6 separate regions of the Mus musculus genome follow, and all the other regions are linked to region 6. Evidence: chromatin contacts called from public Hi-C and HiChIP or PLAC-seq data. All regions are on one chromosome and are shown on one strand. Each heading gives the region's core, a stretch centred on a gene start, on an enhancer-like site or on the middle of the called end of the contact. The rest is flanking DNA. Distances are from core to core; before and after follow the strand shown. Region 1 overlaps Zmiz1 (zinc finger, MIZ-type containing 1). Region 2 overlaps Zmiz1os1 (a long non-coding RNA gene). Region 3 overlaps Zmiz1 (zinc finger, MIZ-type containing 1). Region 4 holds the start of Ppifos (peptidylprolyl isomerase F, opposite strand). Region 5 holds the start of 4931406H21Rik (RIKEN cDNA 4931406H21 gene). Region 6 overlaps Gm31838 (a long non-coding RNA gene).

Region 1 (3,294 bases), core at 347-2,846, 760 kb after region 6:
GGTTCACCCTGAAGCCAACTCAGCTGTGCCCAAGCTCTTTCTGTTAACTGCAAACATGACAATGCCTTCCTCCATTCACTTGGTCCAGATGTCAGTATCGAGTGCCTTCTGTATCTGTGTGCAAATGGTTAGGAAAGCCAAAAAAAAATAAAAAAGGCCTCAGGCCCCCACCTTCCCCTCCTGTCACCCGCTATGCCCCAGAAACCCAGCCAGGTCCCTCTTTGGAACCCTCACCAAGTCAGATCTGGAGGCCAGCTGGGCTGTGGGGGCAGCAGAGGTTCCAGGAGGAGCTATCTCCGGTCCCCTCCATCCGCCGACGTCCTTGGTGGCCCTGAGACAGCTTTATGGAGGACAGATTGAGGCTGTCTCCCTCCTGGCAGGTTTATTTCTTCATCTTTCAAACCCTGCTCTGATTTTTTCCACCTTGGCCTTCCCACCCCCACTGGCTGCCTGGCAAGCTTCCTCTCCCTCCCCGTCATCTGTCAGCCTGGCGAGGCAGAGGGCCACTGGCCTCCCAGGTGATTGACTTATGGGAGAGGCAGGCCAGGCTCTGCAGGAGTCCTTTTGGCTTCCTGCCTGGGAGAAGACTGGGGAGACTGGTAGGGTGGCCACTGTGAGCCATGAGGCCCCAGTGTGTCTCCACTCCATTTAGACAGCCCTGCCTGCTGGCCAGGCCACCCCTGCTCAGGCCTCAGTTTCCCTTCCGGAAGGAAAGGCATGCCCAGAGCTAGCAGAAGGCAAGATGGTCAGAGCAGCCGACTTCTGCCTCATTATGGAACACTTCCTAAACGATGCTGTCACTGAGCTGGAGATCAGAGATACATGGAGGAAGAAGAGAAGGGAGATACACATTTATAAAGAGCCTACTGCGTGCAGCTACCACCACCCCTGCCCCCAACAGCAACCTAAAGAGATAGTCATTGGTAGCAACAGGTCAGAATTATTTTGACAGGTCGGCAGGCTTTACTTATTTGCTGTTAGTTATTTTCTTTTCTTTCTTTTTTTTTAAAGATTTATTTATTTCATGTATGTAAGTATACCTTACTTACAAGTACACCGTCGTACACAAGTATAAGTAGTTACAAGTACACTTACAAGTACACCGTCGCTGCCTTCAGACACGCCAGAAGAAAGCATCAGATCCCATTACAGATGGTTGTGAGCTCCCATGTGGTTGCTGGGATTTGAACTCAGGACCTCTGGAAGAGCAGTCAGTACTCTTAACCTCTGAGCCATCTCTCCAGCCCAGTTATTTTTCTTAAAGACAGTCTTGTTATGCAAATCAATCTGGACTTGGAGGCAGTATGTAACCCAGGATAGCCTGCAGCTCTTAGCTGTCCTATTGTCTCAGTGTCTGAGTGCATGGATAACAGGTCTGTATGGCTTGCCAGCCTTGGCTGTGTGTTTGTAGAAGCAAGGGATTCCGGACCCCTGGGTCCTATAGATGGTTAGGCAATGAGGTAGAACTCAAAAAGAACTAGGGGAACTTGATTGTACCAAAGAGAGACCAGAGACACAAGCTAGAAGTAGAGCCCTGTTCTGCCCAGGTCCTGTATCCTACTCACTCTTTGTGGCATTGAGCCACTTCTGATCTGACTGTTGGCAAGAAGGACTTGCCATTCCAGCTGGCACTGCCCAGCCTGTGCTTGCCATGGTAGACTAAGAACTTGGTGGCTTCAAGGTTTATCTCTTTCTCACAAGCCCGTGTCTGACCCTCTGCTAGTCAGGCTCCACCTGCTGTCTCTTCCCCAGACAGGAAGGAGGGGCAAGAGGGAAACCCCCAACACACACACACACACATACACACACACACACACACACACACACACACACACACACACACACACACACACACACATCACCACCACCACCACGCTGCTCCTGCAGTCTAGCTCATGGGAATGAAAAACACATTGGCTTCATTATCCTCGGATTGAATGAGCAGGGTTGCTATGGCAACAGCCATCTCAGGCCAGCAAGGGGGCAGGGAAGGGGTTGGTGAGACCGAAGCAAGTGGGGACCGGGCAGCGGGTGAGCAGGCACATCGGGTGGGTAGGCCACGGGAACAATTGTCATTTCTACCACCCGCCTTCTTCTGAGGCCCCTGGCTTCCAATCAGCAATCTTGCATGAGGAGAGGCAGCAAGGATCATGAAAGCAGCAGCATCCTTCCCTAACTTGCCCCTCTTTCTTTCCTATTTATCCCTTTCATGGAAGGGTGCCAGGGTGGTGGCAGGCTCACACCCAGAGCCATTCACTGGGCCCACTTTCCAACAGAGACCAGCCCAGGAGCTCCACTAGCCTCCTGGATACATGACTGAAAGAAGTACCAGGGTACACTTGAGTTCCGGGGATAGGTTATGAAAATGCTCACACAGCTCCAAGTTTCTGTCCTGGGATGCTGGCTCTCCAGGTTAAGGCAGGTGATGGTGGCATTGTGGAGGCTTCTCAGGTGCAGCCCTGAACTAATCCATTTCCTGACTCTTACCCTGCCTGAGCCAAGCATCCTGACGCCCATAATGGGCTCTTCCCTACCTATGGCCTTGATTTACCTGCCCTTCTACCATGTCAACTTTAGTGAGAAACTGAGGCTTGCGACTCATCTAGGACCACTGCACATGTCCATGTGTTTGGGGGGAGGAGGCATGGGAGGTCAGGACAATACAGCCTGATAGGGAACATCATTTCTCCAAGCTAGGCACTTGGTAGCCATTGTGATTGGACAGAAGATCCCATGGTCTTGGGTCCAGTGCCAGCCTCCTCTAGGGCCTGTGACAGCTTTCTTACCAGTCCTGGTGGCAGGAGATAGAACCAACAGCAGCAAGTTGTGGGCTTTTGGGTGGCCTTTCCTGGTGGGGAAGAACCATTGTGAGTGATCTAGGCCTGAATTTTTTACTCTGAGCCCTAGTCAGGGATTGGGGTGGTGGGGATGGGACAGTTCTGTGGTTCCATCCACAAATGGTCATGTTACTTCTGAGGAGATGAGCCGTGAGGGGGTGGATGGCCTGGAGTTGCCCCACTCTTGTGGAATATGCAGAAGGGAAAGGCTGCCCAGAGGCCACTCATGGTTCCCAAGCAAGCTGTAGATCTATCCCAGAGGCTGTTCCCAAATACAGGCTCTGGAGCCCATCTAAGGGACCCCGGGGACAGGCTAGAATTCAGTGCACTTAGCTTTGCCCCAGGGGTCGGCCACCTTGCCCCAAGTCTGAGGCCTGAGCTACTCCCCCTAACGTCAGATCAAGGGTGGGAAGAGTTTGCTGACCCTCTCTGACCATCGTCCATCACCTGTCCTCTC
Region 2 (3,610 bases), core at 406-2,905, 580 kb after region 6:
TTCAGGCAGCATTGACTGGACACAACATCTGGACACAGGAACCTGCATTGTGCACTGTATGAACTGAAAGCCTGAATCCAGGAGAGTGACATGACTTTCCTACCTTTGCAATGACAGGTAGGACAGCTGGGCTTCCTAATTCCTGGGCTTTGTGTATATGCATGGAAAATCGGGGCAGGAACCTAAGATGAGCATCCTCATGGCAGCCAGAGAATGGTGGTAGGTAGTGGGGGAGGAAGCGGATGGGGGCTGCTTTGCCCAAGCCACCCTGCTGCTTCTCGGAAGCAGGCAATGCCAAGCAGGCAGATGGCCGGCAGGTCCCCTCAGAGCCCTGGGACCCAGATGGTCATCCCAGCATTAGGTAAGGCATCACAGCAGCAGCGAGAGAGAATGTACTGCCAGCCAAAGCCACCAAAGCCCCCATTCTAGCCAGGGGCCTCACTGTCTTCCCTCCTGAAGCCTAGCTATTGCTGTGTCTGGGAGGCCCATGGGACATCAGAGATGCTGAAATTTGGAAGCTACAGTTCAGAGTGGCCACATTCAGGAGGCCATAGCCCAGAACAGTCATGTCCTCCCAAGAAAAGCCTCTGCCATTTCTGTTGCTGATCTGTCAGCAGACCAAAAAAAACCTGTCCTCTCCTCAGTCTTACAACCAGGCTGTGAATCCAAGTCAGCTCCAGACCTCTGCATCTCCCTTGGGGTTGCGTGGGCTCAGGAAAAGCACTAATAATAGACTCTAATACTCCTTAAGGGCCTGCCAGAGACAGCTAGGAGTTCTCAGAGCTTCATGGGTAAAAACCAATCCCTGTAATGTGTAAAAAAAACAACCCTGAGAGGCAAGTCTGTTGAGGTCTCCACTTTACAGATGAGGAAATGGAGACCCGGAGAAGATGTAAAGATCCTAAGTCATACACCAGGAAATGAGGAAGCCAGAAGTCAGCCTGGCAGCCTGGCTCTGGAGCCAGTGTCCTCAGAAATATCATCTGTCTAAAGCCACTGTGAGTCCCATACTGCACTACGTCAGGGAGCTGAGACATATCACCTCGGGCTCAGGCGTGACGTGTCAAGAAGTGAACTGCCCATCACAGACACACAGCTGCCTTGGTGGAAATGTTTAAGCAGTGGGTAAGGACAAGCCTAGGTCACCTCTGCATCAGACAGAATAGACAAATGTCCCTGAGGCCAGGCCTTAAAGTCTTGGAGGAAGTGTGGGGACCTTAGGGAAACATGAATACTGACACAAGTTCATTCAATCACATGCTTATGAACATGTGCTCACATGCACATGTGTGAGCTTGTACATATGTGTCCCTGGACACAGTAGCTATTCTGGTGAACAAAGGATATTACTAAGTCCCTGCAAGTGTGGAAGCCCCTGGCTACAGAAGTATGTTCCCCCTTAACAAGTGCCTAGAGGACACTCCCTTCCCCCTTCTCAGCCTCACTTTCCCCACTGTTTGAGGAAGGGGTTGTCTGAGGTCATCTCCAAGGTCTTGGGCTTCTTGCCGCCTGGCCAGTCACCTGCAACTCTCTGTCCCCAGAGCTGGCAGGAGCTGTGACTCAGAAGCAAGAAGCAGCATAGGAGCTGCCCACTGCCCCCTTCCCCCAACACACACACAAAGGGCATCTTGTTACCACAGCCTGCCAGCAGGCAAGGGAGGGCTGGGAGGTAAGGGACCAGGATGCCTGTGTCAGCAGGACTGGGGGTAGGGCTCAGTTAGAGGCTCTGCCAGGGCCATCGGCTGGCTGGCCAAGGATCCCCAGCAGTGGGCAAGGCCTTGGGCAGGCAGGCAGCCCTGAAGAGCAGTCTCAGGAAATGGCCGGCCCCCAGGCTTCTGTATGCAACCGTGTTTGTCAAGCTCCTTTTTAGTATCATTATTTTTCATTTGGATTCTAAATGAACCTTGTGCACCCAGCAGCAGCCTCAGGCCTGGAATTTCCCAGCTGTGTGGGCTGAAACCACAGCCCCTGCTCAGAGCTTACCAGATGTGAGCACAGTCACTCTTCCAATCTGCAAAATGGGAGTGCTGAGTGGAGAAGATGCTTAAATCACACTCTCCAGTGGGGCAGACACCACCTCCCAGAGGAGCCCCAACACTGGTCAGGACACCCTGGTACCTTTCTTGTTGCTACTGGCTCTGTCACTTCCTTGCTTTGGATCCTAAGGCAAAGCACTTATCCCTTCTTACCTCCGTTCTCTAGCCAGTAAAATGGGGATGGCTGAAAGGCAGCAGAAACTAAATAGAAGATTCTTTCTGGGCATTACCTGGCATCATATTCTGACACTGAACAAAGGACAAGCTGGAAGACACTCAGATTGTCCGTGCTAGTAAATAAATCAGTCTGCAGTTCTGTTCCCATAAGCGTATGAATGGTGTGCATACATATGTACATGCGTGCATAAGTGGACAGGCAGGAATTCTCCCAGGCCAGTACTTGAGCATTGAGGCCATTATGTGAACAGTACGGGGTCCAAAGCAAAGGCTCTTTGAGGCCCTTGACCTCCTTAGGACAACTGGACTCTTGTGGCTGGTTTGTGATATCCAGCTAGCCACATCCTTGCAGAGCAAACTGGTGGCTGCAGACGCTGCATCCTCCGAGCACTGGGTGGAGCTAGTGGCCAGCTGCCCCCTAAAGCATGCATTACAGTCCCAAGGAGCAATACATGCTCATAAACACCCCCTAGAGTTGCACTCCCAACATTTTCCATAAACTTCTATGCATGGGCATCTCCTCGGATCAGTATCTGTAGGTCTCTTACACCCCAGAGAAAGGATTCTGCATTCTGTCAGGAACATCTAACTGACAGGCTTTCAAAAACTAATGTGTAATGGGTACTGGTTAGTCTACCAGATCCTCCAAATGCTACCGAGCTCCCAATGTTCTTTGTCCCACTTGATGCATGAAAGTGAGGCCCAAACAGGCGAAGGTAAGTCAGGCCCGTGGGATCAGAAAATGAAAAGGGTAGGCACAGATTGAGCCAGGGGAGGGGGTGGGTATGAAGGACCATAACCCAGAAACCTAGACAGAACACAGCCTTAGTTGTGGGCTTGGAGATAGCTATGAACGGTCGGCAGGCGAGAAAACAAGCCTGCATGCGTAAAGACTCTCTTCTACCATCCTCTACTCCTGGGGAAGATCTTAAGACTTCTTGGCAAACAGTGTTTCCTTTTGGGCAGTGCCCAGGTAGAGCATAGGCCTCAGGCACAGATTACCTGGTCTCTTCCTCCCCTGGTTGCATCAGTGACTGAGTGTGGGAGGCTCTTTGCAGGAAAACAGACCCACCCAGGCTGAGCAGAGCTTCCTGACACAACAGCCACTGCATCCCTAAAGGAGGAAGATCAGTGGACCCAAGGGCCACATCACATAGGAAAGACTGCATTGTACTGGGTTACCACTGCACAGGAGGCAGTTCAAATTCACCACCTATTTAGCAAATCTTCACTGAATGCCCTTGAAGTACCAGGCCCGGGACTAAGCATAGGAGCCCAGGAGAAAAAAAGCAGAGAGGGCCCGTGAGCTCACGAAACTCACACGCCAATGAGGGATGAACACGAATATGCTACAGGAAAAGAGGAAGGTCCCACAGTGGGGATACTTGCCTGGCCTT
Region 3 (3,192 bases), core at 330-2,829, 680 kb after region 6:
CCACCTTTTTGGGATCTTTAAAAAAATGTCATCTTTCTTTTTTTCCAAGTCCCAAGACTATCACTGATTCTTTACCGTTGGCTAGCATCCAGCTTCAAACCGGTGCTTTCTGTTTCTGCCTGAGTAGTGCCTTGATTTGCCTTGTTTGAACAGCTACTTTAATTTTTTCTCTTTGGGGTCCCTTCTAGTGATAAGTACACGCCTTATTTTATTTGGATTTCTCATGGAGAACAGCAGGGAGGGTTAGTAAGCTCTGCCTTGATTGTTCTTCACTCTGTACCTGGCTTGGTGGTGGTGGTGGTTGTTGTTGTTTACTTCTGGAGCCCCAGTCTTCCAACCCTTTTCATTGTCTGCTGACAGCTATGTGCAGTTGGCTGGCAGTGCATCTGCTAGTGTGCTAGTGCAGGCTTCGCCCTGCACAAATGCTGCTTACGTGGTAGCTCCCTGCTGATGATAAATTTATTAAATAACATCCTGGAGAACAATGGTAAAGTATCTATGGGGAGGGAAGACTTTATTCTAAACTTGCATAAGGTCACCTTAAGACTCAGGCTAGGGTTGTTATCACCTGGCTGAGCTGCCTGCAACTTGGAGTCACCTTGATGCCACCCTATGCCTGCGACCATGAGATTGGGTTTCTGTCCTAGGCACTTGTCTTGTGGTATAACACCTGGACTCGACCTTCTGATGCCCAAAGCCCTCTAGACTCCATTCTTGCCCTGTCTCCCCTTGGCCACCAGAATGGATCTAAATAGAAGACACCTGAGCCATGGACACCTGCCCCCTTTGCTCACTAATCCTGTGGGCCTTTCCACAGCAAGGCCTGGCCTTTAGGCTGCCTGTTATCAGGCCCCAGCCATGATTTCACTTGTACAGACTTTGTGCATTCTGTCTCCCCTGCTCTGTATGCCTGGGGAACTCCTAAGCACCCTGCAAAGCCTGCCTCAAGCCACAGCCTGCCCTAGCCCAACAGCAGAGTCAAGTGTATAGGCCGCCCTTGCCCGATTCCTCAGGCACTGCTTGCCGACTTCTGTGGGATCCTTTGTCATCAGGATGGCCGCCACTCTCAGCCCTGACTCGCCAACACCCTGCACTGCGGCTGGCAGCTAGCAAGCATTCCAGAACGCTCTCTACACAGTGAATAATAAGTGACGCCACCTTTGACACAGTGCTGGTGGGTTTGTGGTTTGGATGCACATCCTCGTATTCAGAAGGAGTGAACCACCTCAGTGTGGTTCATTCCCAGATTGCAGCTGGGCCCATAAGCCTGGCCCAGCCCCTCTGTGCTTTCTTGACCTTCTTCACCTTCCCAGTTGGAGCAGAGAGCCTGGCCTGGCTCTCAGAGCATCTTCAGGGCAAGGCAAAATGTGCAAAATGGTCGGGTCTGTAGACACCTGTACTTCAGTTACTCCTCTGCCTTGCTGACTGCCCTGGTTTTGCTGGCTTGGAGAACTCTCTCAGTTTTGGAAGCCTGGCCAGGCTGAAGGGCCTCTTGGGCAAGACCCTGGGCAGATCTGGGGCCTGAACCACATAGGCAGCCTACACACCAGGCAAGTCTATGGCAAATGGCCCTGGCTTGCCAGCTCTGGGGAGGGTAGAGGGAGGGCCACCTTCTGCTGGGTAAACATGGTGTCCAGGCCTGCCCAGGCACGTCCCTGGCTCTTTCGGTTAAAGACACAGGACAGCATTTCATTTCACCAAGGCTGGAGTTGCTGGGTGGCAATGAGAAATGACAGGTAGGGACACGAGGAAGACTCTAAGCCTTGCTGGACTCTTAACCAGATCAGGCTGCAGGAGGATGTTAGGGGGCCAGGCTCTGACTGTAGTCCCTCCCCACGGTGCCATCTTTTCTCTGCTAGCTGCTCCTGAGCCCTCAGGGGTGGGTGGGCTTTGAGCTACTCCTGGGTTAAGCCAGGTCTGACTGGAGCCACCTCTGCATTCCTACTGCAGACACATTCCAGTCCACGCTTACCCAAGGTGGCTCTTTGTTCTCTGGGACACCCACTGGACTCCAGGCAGTCTTCTGGGCTTGTTCCTGGAACATCAGCCTCTGCAATGGGTGATCCCATCCATCTCCTGGACTTGGAGTGGTGCTCAGCACCATGTCTCTGGATCTTTTTCTTGACATTAGGCCTTCTGCTAACAGTGTGTGTATGGGGTTGGGGGGAGGGGTGTGCCAGAAGACAACTTTTAGGAGTCAGTTCTTTCTTTCCATTTGGCGTGTCAGTACCTGTTGATCATCTCTTTGGCTCGACTCTTTGTTTTGATCCATCTGTTGGTGTGCCTGAGTAACATTCTGGGCATAGTGACCAGCATTGCCCGAATGGAGAGCCCTGAGTGTTGCCTGGACTGTTTGCCCTCGGGAGATGGAAGGGTTGCTGCCTCTTGGGAGCGCTTCTGTAGTTCATAGCAGAGGCAGAACTGTCCCAGGTCCTCTGTTCTCATCCACTGGAGCTGAGTGGTCCTGCTCTATAGCCCTGACCTTTGTGTGAACAGTTTCCAAGACGGCTGTGGAGACAGAGAGCAGGGCTGACACTCCAGCTCACTTACCTTCCCACGATAGACCTGCTGGGTCTTGCTTTCTCCTGTCTTCTACAGTGTAGAGCTAATGTGGCATGCTTGGCTTATGGCAGGGTTAGCAGGGGAGCCTCCCGGAGCCTCCTGGGAGTCCTGAAAGCTGGGCCGTTCCATGGAATCACTCTGTTAGATACTGTAGGAAGCAGGTAGAAATTGGAAGTCCTGGGTCCTGGTGGACACGGAGAGGTTTGTGCTGTGTGTGCCAGCATGCTCAGGTGCACCAGCAAAATTCCTTTGTCAGTTCATCATAGACTTCGGCTTGGGAGGCTAGGAACTCACTATCTGGAGGGCAGGCACCCAACTCTGACCCCCAGCTGCATCTGGGACTGAGGACCAGTTCCTGCCCTGGTCTCTGTCCCACTCCTCACTGACAAGGCCACCACTCTTTCACGTCCTCTTGACCATCTGGGCCCTCCCAAGCTCCTGGGTTTCTGGAGGGAGGGGACAGGTTGCAAAGATCCGGGAAGAGCTGGAGTGTAATTTTATTTCTGTGGTTTTCCTTTCAAGCTGTCACGGTAAATCTATTTTGCTTGTCACTTTGTAAGTCATTATGCAGAATTAAACCTTTTACTAGCTTTTAAGGCTTCTGAAGCCACGGACGGCCCACTCAGCCCC
Region 4 (3,305 bases), core at 84-2,583, 910 kb after region 6:
ATTTAACATAGAATTCAAGATCTCATCGAAACAAAGCTGTGACACTCATGGCACTGTCCGTGTGTGACCTGTGTTGCTGTGACACTCACGGCACTGTCCATGTGTGACCTGAGTTGGCACAAGCCACAGACACCCCCAACCCCCCCACCTCCCAGCCTGGCTTCTGAGACATCACTCAGGGCTCTTGTGAAAGTCCCAGCGTCAATGCCTTCCCTCCTGGTCACTGTGAATCCTGCTGGCTGCTGCTGTGATTTTTGAAAGCCTGTGAAATAGAAGCAGCAGGACCTGGGAACAGACCTGTGAGCCCGGTCTTTCTGCTCAATGTGAATTCCCGTGGTGAAAACTTACAGACACTGCCTGACCTCATGCTGTTCTCAAGAGGGAAGTGTCTTCTGGCAGGCTTTGCTTTTTCTGTATGTTGAATAAATCCAATCTATCAATAATATATATGTAAAAGATTTCTGGGACAGTCCTGTGTGTTCATCTCAAATGTGATAAATAAATCCTATTTTCTATAAAATGGCTGTCTCTGGTTTTGGAATGAAATTTACATCTTTGGGGCTCATTTGTTTTTGTGACAGGGTCTTGCTGTGTGGTCCAGGGTCTTGCTGTATAGCCTTTGGCTAGCTTCAAACACTCTTGACCTTCCTCAATGCTGTTGGGATTACAGGCATGGAACATTGACTCCAGCTGGGGCCAGTCTTGGAGTTACTATGTGTTAGGTTCTATGCTTTGAACTGTTTTTTGTTTGTTTTGTTGTTTTATGATGCTAGGGCCTTTGTGCACACAAGCCACGTCCTCAGCCTTATTGTAAGGAAATCCGTGTAGAACATTCTGTGTCCTAACCCCAAGTACTAGCTCAGAAGCCACTGAGAACATCCTTGCTACCATCTGTCCTGTAGGATGGTCCAGACAGTCCCCACCGTGAGCACTACCTCTAGGTGAAGTCCCAGCTATGCTTAGTGATTGAGCTTCAGTTTCTCTCAGCTACATAATGTGTACATGACATCTAGGTCTGGAATTGGGTGTGACCCATGTGAGGTGCATGGTCTTGGGCCAGATGTATCATCACAGCAATCTCTGGGTAGTGACTTACAAGAGGGTGACATTTCCCGTGTGTCAGAGATCCTTAGGAAAGGGGGCTGAGATCACCAAAGGTTAGAGGTGGGTTTCCCTTTTCTCATGCTGGGTCACTGAAATGTGGAATTCTTCATTGCTGAATTCTCAGGGAAGACAGGACTGGGGCAAGCACATGACTAAGAGTTTCCTTAGGTGGGTAGGGACATAGCATAGCTCATGGAGAAGGGATGTGGGCTCTGGCTGCGGTGAGTATTGCATTCATGCCATATAGAATTCCTGAATCAGGTGATGTCAGGTTAGAGGTAGGCGTGGTCATTCTGACATCATAGAGGTTATGCTGAGTCTTCAGAGTCTTGGAGTTTCCATGAAGTCAGAGCTCAGCTCCTTGGGTTGAGAGTTTGGTTGGAGTAGTAGTTAAAGCCATTTTGGGAGCAGCCAGCATCCTCAGAACAGCTGGCTGTGATGGTGTGGACCCTGAGCAGGCATTCTGTGCCTGTGTCCACGAGCCTCTGCAGTCCTTTATACAGTGGGGCTGCCGAGGGACTTCATTTGAGACGCAGATCTCGCCTACTAATAACTGATAATGTCTCATGCAGCACAACAGCTTACAGGTGAGAAGATGAGGCTACAGGCTGGCTTGTGATTAATCTAGACAATATGTCAAGCAGTTGGCAAAGGACAGACCTCTTGAGCTCTTGGTGGTACAGAAAGTACACACGGGCTTCTTAGGATCATTACCTAAAATCTTGAGGTCACACAGGTACTTTACCACTGACCTGTGACCCCAAACCCTCCCCTTTTTGTTTAGTTGTAGGCTAGGTCTACATTGTCCACGGTGGCCTTGAAGTTACTCTATGGCCCAGGCCAACTTAAAACTTGTGACTCTTTTTGCCTTGGTCCTTTGAATAGCTTTGATTATAGGCTTATCCCCAGCCACTTTAAAAGTATTTTAGGAACATTATTTATTTACTCACTTTAAAATTTGTGTATTTCTGGTACAGGTCAAAGATGTGTTGTTGTTGTTTTTGGAGTTGCCTGCTGACCTGGGGTACTCCAGGCACCCAGGACAAGTCAAAGGGAAAGCCATCCCTCCTTGAGCTGTGACCTGCCTCCTGTCAATTTCAGAGGGGTCCAGAGTTAGAAGTGGGAGGGCTTGTGTTTCCTGAGGATGTGTGTGTTCTGTCTCCATCCAGTGGAATCTAGGGGTACAGCAAGCATGTAAGAATTTTTCTGAAAACCACTCCCTAAAGGCAGAGGCAAGGTCATCCTCTGCAGCTCTCAGAGGCCCAAGCCAGGTTTTGGGGTTTTGTTTGTTTGTTTGTTTGTTTGTTTGCTTTGTTTTTTCCAGACAGGGTTTCTCTGTATAGCCCTGGCTGTCCTGGAGCTCACTTTGTAGACCAGGCTGGTTTTTATGTGAAGCATCTTTTAAAGTAACACAGGAAATCCTGGCTTGTTGCTTGCCAGTAAGTCCTCAGTACCTAATGTGTGCATACATACATCGGTAGCCCTCAGTACCTAATGTGTGCATACATACATCGGTAGCCCTCAGTACCTAATGTGTGCATACATACATCGGTAGCCCTCAGTACCTAATGTGTGCATACATACATTGGTAGCCCTCAGTACCTAATGTGTGCATACATACATCGGTAGCCCTCAGTACCTAACGTGTGCACCAAGTGTTGAACCTGTATATGCTTTCTAGATGGCATAAGATGTGATACCTTATGCTTTCAAAAACCAAAACATCAAATTTCTGAGATGCTTGGTAGCTTTTCAGAATGATTTCACTGAGATAAAAATTTACATATAGTAAAATTCACACATTTTAATTGCACCATCAATAAAATTTTGAAAACCACATCCACTGATTAATGAGCATCAGTGAAGACACAAAACCTCGCCAGTGTTTCAGAACCTTCCCTACACGTCTTTCTAGGCAGCCACTAGGTTCTAGTACCACACGATGACTTTTGCCTTTCCTAGGACTTCATGTGGAAATGAGATTGGAAACTTTTTTTTTTTGGCCCTGGCATCTCTAGCATAGTGTGTGTGAGACTCTTAACATTTCTCAACCTGTGGAGCCCAGCTACCCTTTCACATGGAGGTCACATATCAGATATTTCCATCAGGATTCACTACAGTAGCAAAATTACAGTTAGAAATATCTTTATTGTTGGGCGAGGGGGCGGGCACCACAGTATGAGGAACTGTATTAAAGGGTC
Region 5 (3,548 bases), core at 974-3,473, 790 kb after region 6:
GACACCAGCACATGCCACTTTCCAGCCGTCGTTCTCCGTGTGTCTGTCTGCAACACATCTCCTGACCCCTCCTTTCCGCCCAAAATGCACATCACTCCCCCTTAGCTCTGTGGATAAGTGGGTCCATGACCAGATGTAACCTGCCCTTCTGGTGCACATGGCTTTCCTAAGTCTCCCAAGAGGCCTTGGTCCTGGCACTCTGTGCTCAGAGACTATGGCACCCCAGCTGCTCCCCCCCCCCCCCCCCGTCTGCCCCATTTGCCTAGGCTCCACTTTGTCTAGTTGCCTGTGCAGTGTTGCTGTCCTTCCTCCCTGAGGGCCTCTGCTGACTGTCCCTTCCTCATTATTCTTGGCCATATCTATCTTCCTTGACTTTCTGTGACTTTCCGAGTTTCCTTGCTCTCAGACTTTAACCCCACACTGGGTACATGTGGCTCTACATGTGTATGGCTGTGCATGCATGTGTGTCTTTATGTGAAGTATGTGCGTCTCGTGGCTGTGGATCGTGCCTGTGTGCATTGTGAGTGTCGAGTGCTATAAGTATCGTGCATGTGTGCATTGTGAGTGTGGAGTGCTATAAGTGTGTTCAAGGCCATCTCCCTGTGTATTCATGCCTGGTATTTCTGGCTGTGTGGGTATGTACATGGTCTGTGTGTGGCTGTATGTCATGCATGTGTACATTGTATTATGTGTGTATTTATGTACATATGTATGTAATGTGTATATGTATGTATATATGTGTGTTTGCATGATCATATATGTTCATGCCTGGTATGTCTGACTGTATGGGTATGTGTGTACAAGGTCTGCATCTCTGTGTGTGTGGCTGTATGTCATGCACATGCACATGTCTGTCTGTCTGTTTGCATACTCGTGTATGCTCATGCCTGGTATGTCTGACTGTTGAGTATGAACACATGTACCTGAGGAGTCCTGTGATGGTGGAGGGGTTTCAGTGCACAGAGACCTATAGGTGTTCACAGATGTGTGTGGGTTCTGGGGGTGGTGTATGACTGTTACGGAATGGCTGAGCAGTGTGTGCACGCGCAACTAGCTGCATCTATGGGCGCCTCTCCCACCCTTCTGCCTTCTGTCTCGCCTGTCAGGAGGCCAGGCTGGGGCCTGAGAAGGCCCTGCAATGAGATCATGTTGTGAGGGGAGATGCTTTGTCAAGAATGCTACCAAAGAGTTGGGCTGTGTGCGTGGTTGTGGCAGTGAGCAGGGTGGTGACGGTGAGCAGGCTCAGGCCTGGGGGCAGCACTGTATGGCACGAAAATGAGAGAGACAGAGACGGAATGCAGAGCTGAGCACAGCCCAGACACTACAGCAAGCCGCCCAGGCAGCCGCCTCCACGTGGGGCCCTCTGATGCCCAGCCCCCAACTCTTTGTTCTGCTGCAGCCTTTAGCCTCTGCGCGCACGGGAGCAGGAGCACGCATGCGCACATGCACTTGCATCCTCATCTTGAGGCTCCTGAGGGGCCGGCTGCACCCTCCCACACCCCCCACCCCTTCCTAGATAGAAGGTCACCTGCCCAGCCCCCAGCACCTGACACATCCCAGGCTCTCCTCCAAGGCTGTAGCAATGCCCATCAGCCCCCTCCACCACCGCATGCCAGCCCAGAGTAACTTGGCAGGCTGTACTGTAATGTCAGCCTCTTGGGCGCTCACTCAGTGGTTCAGCCTTCTGTTCAGCCTACATGGGAGCGAGAAACCAGGCAGTCGCCATGTCCGAGGGTCCCCAAGAGTTGCCTGCATGCCTCCGCTGGTGTCTATGCTTGAATAGATCTATGTAGCCTCAGCTGACCCTCTGAGCAGCCAGCACATGTTGAAATAGCAGAATAGAGAATGTCAGAGCCCAGAAGGTAAGCAGCCCAGGGACCAAAGGAAAGGAAGATGCGCCCCAAGCTATCCATAATGGGGCTGGGGCACAGGTGGGGGTGCCAGCTGCTTTTTTTTTTTTTTTTGTCTTCTTTTTTCTCCCTGGCATAGCCAATGCTTGGATGCTTGGGTGGTTTAAAGGGACTATTGGTAGAATAGGCACCCAGCTACTGTGGGAGGCATCAAGAATACCCAGGCCATCCTGACAGGCACCAGCAAGCTTTTGGAGAAGGGACCACAGGAGGCAGAGGAATGATTCAAGTGGGGACAGGCAGAGGGTGTTTGCCAATCTTAACACAGCCAGGCTGCCCAGAGCTGGCTGTGGACGTGGGACTGCTGTGTGGTTTTAGGACATGCCTGTTAGTTATGTGCACTTACTTGCTCTTCGTGGAGTAGCACCATCACGCAGATGTTCTGCATCCTTTGAATGGAAACCTTGGGTCTGCATCCCCAAGATGGGTAAAGTCTACTGGGTTCTCTGACCTCTGACCTCTGTTCTAAGCACACCTTCCAGTACAGCAGCCCAGGTCCCAGAACGGGAGTGGAAATAATGTCGCTTGCTGGCTTTAAGTCCCCAGATGCATGCCTGCTCTGTTTCCCTAATGAGTCATGTGCCTGTCAGATGTCAGCTGGTCTTAGTGGAGACACTGAGACATGCCTTGCCTCTCTCTGCCTGTGATCTGTGGAAGAGGCTCTTAAGAGATACTGGGTCTCACTCTAGAGCTCTCAGTTCAGGGATAGGGGCTGGAATGGGGCCTTCTACGGCACTAGTGTGGCAGCCCCGTAGTTAATTTGTCGTGGGGCTGGGATGGGACAAAGGCACCCAAAACCAGTCAGGTCATTTCAACTTCTACCAGCCAGGGCTCTTTACACCAGGGAAGGCCGGTCATATACCAGTGTCCCATTGCTGTGGAAACAAGATTTTTTTTTGCACTCACCGAGCTGCATGGTGACTCTGAGACACCTCCGTGGTGGACAGCACTTCTGGTCTCTCATAGTGTCGTGGCTGCTATCTCTACCTTCACCCTCCCCCATAGCCTTTCTCCACCCTCTCTGCCTCTGCCCACCCCAACAGAGCATTCAGCTGCCTTCCCTTCAGCATGGAGGACAAATAGCCCCATTCAGGGGCACCCGCCAGAGCTGTCTCTCTAAGACAAAGCTGTGTGCAGCTCCCCGTGAAAAACGGCTCTTGGCTGCCCAGCGAGCAGGCAGGATTGGTGGGTGCAGATTGCAGGGGATTTGTTAGTGGCTGCCAGTTCCCCCAGAGATAGCAGGAAGGCAAGGCCTTGTCCTTGAAACACCAGCCTGCCTGGCAGGCTGGGGCACCTTCTCAAGGCCAGGGACAGACTTCCTCCTGGACACCATCCCCACCCCCACCCCCATGTGAACTCTGCAGAGCTGGGCTGTGGGGGAGGGCTTGGCTTCCTTCCTTCTGCCGGGCCTTCGCCCCTCCCAGGCCAGATCCCATGGAAATGGCTCTGGATTTTACTGCCAGCCTGTGGGAACTGACTAACCATCAGATATGTGTTGTGGCCAAAACCTGTGTTCTCTGTGCCATGGGAGAGGTCACTGGGGCTCTGTTGTTAGCACACCCATTTACAGAGGAGGAAATCGAGGCTCTGAGAGGGACAGACAGACTCCAGCCCTATAGTTCTCAGTGCTAGTGACAG
Region 6 (3,578 bases), core at 771-3,270:
CCAAGTTGACAGCAAAATCTTTCACCTGCTTCCGCTCCAAAAATGGGTGCTCGTTCTGTTGCATTAATGTGACAAATACCCTGTCAGAATGTGGCACAGAGGAGAAAGGGTTTATTTGGCTTACAGTTCTAGGTTACAGTCCATGATTTGCAGGAACTCAAGTTGATCATATCACAGTCAAGAGCAGAGCAGAGACAGACAGACAGACAGACAGACAGACAGGCAGGCAGACAGACAATGCATCCTTGCATGCTTGCTGCTTGTGCCCATGCACCTCACCTCACTCTCACATACTTCAATGCCCAGCCTAAGGAGTGGTAGCACCCACATTCAGGTGGATCTTCCTACTTCCTGTAACAATCAACCCCCTCCCCAAACCCCATCCAAATATATCTATGGGCCAACCTGACCTATATTATTTTCCATTAAGATTCTCCTCCCAGGTGACTCTAGGTTGTGACACGTTGACATCTGAAGCTAACTACCACAGTGCTTCAGACACAAGGGCAGAGTCAGTTGGATGGCAGCTGAGGAAGCTATGCCAGCTGACGTCATCTCTTAGGTCCCATCTAAGCCCTCTGCATCTTTGAACATCTGGACATTCAGCCATTCTTTTAGGTCCAAGGTCAATTTGGTGATAGAGAAAGTGAGCAGGTCTTGATGCAGCAAACATAACCAGATCCTGCATCTCCTCCTTCTGTGGTCCACTCCAAAGAGGTTGGTGAAGACATGCACTCGTCTGGCCTCCATAAGGATCAATCAGAACTAGGACTGGTAGAGATGGCTGAGGATGTAATGGGCTAATAGTGCCTGTATCACTTCAAAGAGACACCTAGAGCCAATGGAGCACAGTGGAAGGAGGACAGGGAGCAGAAAGCCCTCTCATCTCCCCACTAAGTATTTTCAGAAGAGTGTCTAGGACATAGTGGGGCCTTGGGCCTGGTTACTAGTTGTTGGGTTGAGTTTACTGGTTGGCAATGTAGACCTATGTCTCCAGCTTTTGTGACCTTCTCTTTGTAGTTCTGAGAACTACATTTCCAAGGATCTTTGAATGAATTTTATAATATTTCAACAGGAGGCAATGGTGTAAGATTCAGAAGTGGAAAGGAAGCAGAAGCCATATCATTGTCCTCCTGCTAGAATGGGCAGATGGGTGGGACTAGGTAGATAGGATACTTTAAAGACACTAGAAGAGATGCTTGTAGTCCCCACAGCAGTGTCTGCTGGTCCTGCAACATCTTCCTTTTTGTACAGAACCTTTACACTTGATGTACCAGCACTGTTCATTTGTCTGTCTGTCCCCGGTGTTCTGTATCAGTTAGAAACCACCCTCCTACTTAGGTGTTGAAAGTGACAGTTATATACTTAACCCACCACACTGTGGATTGGACTGGAGCCTGGGCTGGGCTCCGCAGATTGCTTCGCTGGTCTTGGTGGAGCGCACTCACGCATCTGTATCTGTTTACAAGGTGACCCATCTGCTGATTGGTTGGATGGTCTCTCATTGCATAGCAGTAACTGAGCTTAGCCATGGGTTCATGCAGTGCACTGTGCAGGGTTCCAGGAGGGTTGGTGGGGAAATGTCAGGTCTCTTGAGGCTTCAGCTTATTAATAGTATGACATCTGTCATATTTTCTTAAGCAAGCTAAGTCACATGACCTACCCTCATCTAAACTCCCATCGTGTTAGGTACAGAACGGAGGGAAATCATGGCCAGTGTTACAATTTACCCACTTCTTATATTAAATCCTTTCCTGCTTGAAAGAGCTGGGTGGCTCCTGTTTTTCTGACAGGTACAGTATCAATGTACATCCAGACAGCAATCAGAGAGAGGAGGCAGCCCCCACCCCCTTCCCTCACTGTGATTTTGTTTTGTTTCAGTTACTTGTTGACTAACCATGTCCTGGAATTATTAAATGGAAAATTCCAGGCATAAATGTTTCAAATTGTGTGCTACTCTGAGTAGCATGAAGTAATCCTGCCATTGTGCTCAGTTCTGCCTGGGATGTGATTGGTTCCTTTGTCCCGCGTATCCACACTGTGTATACTACCCTCCCACTAGTCATAACCATCTCAGTGGTCACGTCAGCTGTTGCAGTAGTGCAGATGTGTGTACAAGAAGCGTGCGATGAGATGCCTTTGAAGAGGGAGAAGGACATATTAATGCCACCTTTGTTACATCATGTTAAACTGCTGCATTTTATCATTAGTTAATATTGTTAATCTCTCCCTGACTGGGCCTCACTTCATAGAGTCCCTTGCTTTTCTCTCCAAAGTGGATGAAGTTAAACTCATTGCGAACAGAGTAATGGTTGCAAAAGATGTTTGAATGAGTTCATGGCCATAGCCTGTGTTTGTGTAAAACCTCCCACCCAGGGGGCTGATGGAGCAGGGCCAAGGGGCAGGGATCTCCTGATGGGAAAGAAACTGGAAAGATGTTTGTCAGTGTTTCTCTATCCGCCCGAGTTCCCTGGAACATTTGGGGACGTACAGTTGCCAGCCAAACCTTCCATTTGAGGCCTCTGTGTTGGACTCACCCCAGAGTTTGGGAAAGGCCTAGAATTGCGAGAGCCAAGACAAACTGGAGGGCTGGCATTTCCTTTGCACTCCTCCCATCTGCCCTCTTGGCTCTGGGTGTGGTGAGGCCCTGTGGATCCTGGCTTGCATCCTCCCAGGCCTCATGGGCACAGTCTCTTGCAGGACCACTCCCCAGCTCCTCGTTACACCCCAACTCAAGCTGGCCGTGAGTCACAGGGATAATGAGCCCGTAAATAAATTCCTCCTGCATCAGCTCATAGGGCTGGAGGTTAGGCTGGGGATGTGGCCAGGGCAGGCACAGAGATGCAAATATCCCCTCTCTTCTCTCTAGGGCACACATGCAGAGGGTGCTGAAAGCATCAGAGATCCCTAGACTCCTCCATTGGCATCTCACACAGGGGGCAGAGAACCTGGATCCACACTTCTGTAGCCTGGTCTGTTTTCAGAGCCCAGCTCTGGGGGAGGTTGGCGTCTGGCATCCAGGCTCTGCGTATGCAGTAGGGTGTAACCAGGCAGGGTGGGGCAGGAGCTTCTGAGAATCAGGGGCTGGCTTCAGGATGGCTGGACTCTGCGACTAGACTACAAGGGAAGAGGCTGTAGACCACCACCAGAGGCTGGGGACCTGCTAATGCACATCAAAGGGCAGAAGCATGAGGTGGGGCCAGGGCTTGATTGGTAATCTTTTGAGACCCTGTCACAGCGCCTTTTGTCTCTGAACTGTGTGGAAGACAACCATTCTGCTTTGGTGTCTGGCTATGTTTGTTTATCCTTAGGTCCTTCCAGCAGCCTTTCTAAAACATGCTTGGAATAAAACCATGGAAGAGTTCCCTACATCAGTAACAACACCAGTACCGTTTCACATCATTCCCCCCAGTATCTGCTGTGCTCCATGCCCCCTGCCTTTTACTTCGATCTGAAAACCCTTTGTAACAGGATTGACCGAGCTGTATCACAGTGACATCGGAGCCCTTGGTCTCAGTGGCTTGTGACTTTCTGTGTGTGTTTTTCCTTCACGCAGCACTCGATGTGGGTTGGCAGGC

The links. A called contact is a pair of places that touch in the nucleus more often than the background predicts. HiChIP or PLAC-seq counts read pairs in DNA pulled down with a chosen protein or histone mark.
Region 1: a Hi-C map of cerebellum shows a contact between it and region 6, with 1.8 times the contacts expected there. The contact joins two enhancer-like sites. A contact is called at or near these places in 1 of 39 promoter capture datasets (liver), 1 of 15 datasets of contacts at CTCF or cohesin (the NIH/3T3 cell line), 3 of 484 Hi-C or Micro-C datasets (beige adipocytes, cerebellum and ventricular fibroblasts) and 2 of 115 datasets of contacts at active chromatin or transcription factors (embryonic basal ganglia and fibro-adipogenic progenitors).
Region 2: a contact with region 6 is called in a Hi-C map of cerebellum, with 2.2 times the contacts expected there. The contact joins two enhancer-like sites. A contact is called at or near these places in 8 of 484 Hi-C or Micro-C datasets (the NIH/3T3 cell line, cerebellar granule neurons, cerebellum and 3 more) and 9 of 115 datasets of contacts at active chromatin or transcription factors (bone marrow-derived macrophages, differentiating embryonic stem cells, embryonic midbrain and 6 more).
Region 3: an H3K27ac HiChIP or PLAC-seq map of embryonic fibroblasts shows a contact between it and region 6, with 5 times the contacts expected there. The contact joins two enhancer-like sites. A contact is called at or near these places in 1 of 39 promoter capture datasets (hippocampal neurons), 10 of 484 Hi-C or Micro-C datasets (B cells, brain, embryonic fibroblasts and 4 more) and 9 of 115 datasets of contacts at active chromatin or transcription factors (craniofacial prominence, embryonic basal ganglia, embryonic fibroblasts and 6 more).
Region 4: an H3K27ac HiChIP or PLAC-seq map of the NIH/3T3 cell line shows a contact between it and region 6, with 10 times the contacts expected there. The contact joins the promoter of Ppifos here to the enhancer-like site in region 6. A contact is called at or near these places in 7 of 39 promoter capture datasets (the 3T3-L1 cell line, 3T3-L1-derived adipocytes, the C10 cell line and 4 more), 1 of 15 datasets of contacts at CTCF or cohesin (large pre-B cells), 1 of 484 Hi-C or Micro-C datasets (cortical neurons) and 6 of 115 datasets of contacts at active chromatin or transcription factors (the NIH/3T3 cell line, double positive thymocytes, embryonic hindbrain and 3 more).
Region 5: a contact with region 6 is called in an H3K27ac HiChIP or PLAC-seq map of the NIH/3T3 cell line, with 12 times the contacts expected there. The contact joins the promoter of 4931406H21Rik here to the enhancer-like site in region 6. A contact is called at or near these places in 2 of 484 Hi-C or Micro-C datasets (the STO cell line and neural progenitor cells), 4 of 115 datasets of contacts at active chromatin or transcription factors (the NIH/3T3 cell line, differentiating embryonic stem cells, embryonic basal ganglia and 1 more) and 1 of 9 other capture datasets (embryonic trunk).

What each region holds. Positions count from the first base shown.
Region 1 is chr14:25,548,440-25,551,733 of GRCm38.p6, forward strand. The region is part of intron 3 of Zmiz1 (zinc finger, MIZ-type containing 1); the gene reads left to right. Among named protein-coding and RNA genes, the nearest start is that of Mir3075, 16 kb to the left of the region's middle. Within about 2 kb of position 1,597, at least 61 of the 459 cell types and tissues checked have an H3K27ac peak or open chromatin away from gene starts, as enhancers often do. A contact at or near this core is called in cerebellum, where this site is marked.
Region 2 is chr14:25,370,161-25,373,770 of GRCm38.p6, forward strand. The region is part of intron 1 of Zmiz1os1 (a long non-coding RNA gene); the gene reads right to left. Among named protein-coding and RNA genes, the nearest start is that of Gm41113, 7.3 kb to the right of the region's middle. Within about 2 kb of position 1,656, at least 161 of the 459 cell types and tissues checked have an H3K27ac peak or open chromatin away from gene starts, as enhancers often do. A contact at or near this core is called in the NIH/3T3 cell line, cerebellar granule neurons, cerebellum and 2 more, where this site is marked.
Region 3 is chr14:25,475,107-25,478,298 of GRCm38.p6, forward strand. All of the region lies in intron 1 of Zmiz1 (zinc finger, MIZ-type containing 1), which reads left to right. Among named protein-coding and RNA genes, the nearest start is that of Zmiz1, 18 kb to the left of the region's middle. Within about 2 kb of position 1,580, at least 109 of the 459 cell types and tissues checked have an H3K27ac peak or open chromatin away from gene starts, as enhancers often do. A contact at or near this core is called in embryonic fibroblasts, where this site is marked.
Region 4 is chr14:25,699,949-25,703,253 of GRCm38.p6, forward strand. Ppifos (peptidylprolyl isomerase F, opposite strand) reads right to left here and starts at 1,334. Exons shown (of 3, transcript NR_028021.1): 1 at 1,097-1,334. Ppif (peptidylprolyl isomerase F (cyclophilin F)) reads left to right here. Exons shown (of 6, transcript NM_134084.1): 6 at 1-520.
Region 5 is chr14:25,584,581-25,588,128 of GRCm38.p6, forward strand. It overlaps 4931406H21Rik (RIKEN cDNA 4931406H21 gene), which reads left to right and starts at 2,224. Exons shown (of 1, transcript NR_033492.1): 1 at 2,224-3,548. The region is part of intron 6 of Zmiz1 (zinc finger, MIZ-type containing 1); the gene reads left to right. It overlaps Gm32497 (a long non-coding RNA gene), which reads right to left. Exons shown (of 4, transcript XR_003951081.1): 4 at 1-3,548. RefSeq lists an enhancer at 582-3,548.
Region 6 is chr14:24,791,076-24,794,653 of GRCm38.p6, forward strand. The region is part of intron 3 of Gm31838 (a long non-coding RNA gene); the gene reads left to right. Among named protein-coding and RNA genes, the nearest start is that of Gm31838, 12 kb to the left of the region's middle. Within about 2 kb of position 2,021, at least 104 of the 459 cell types and tissues checked have an H3K27ac peak or open chromatin away from gene starts, as enhancers often do. A contact at or near this core is called in 3T3-L1-derived adipocytes, the NIH/3T3 cell line, the STO cell line and 6 more, where this site is marked.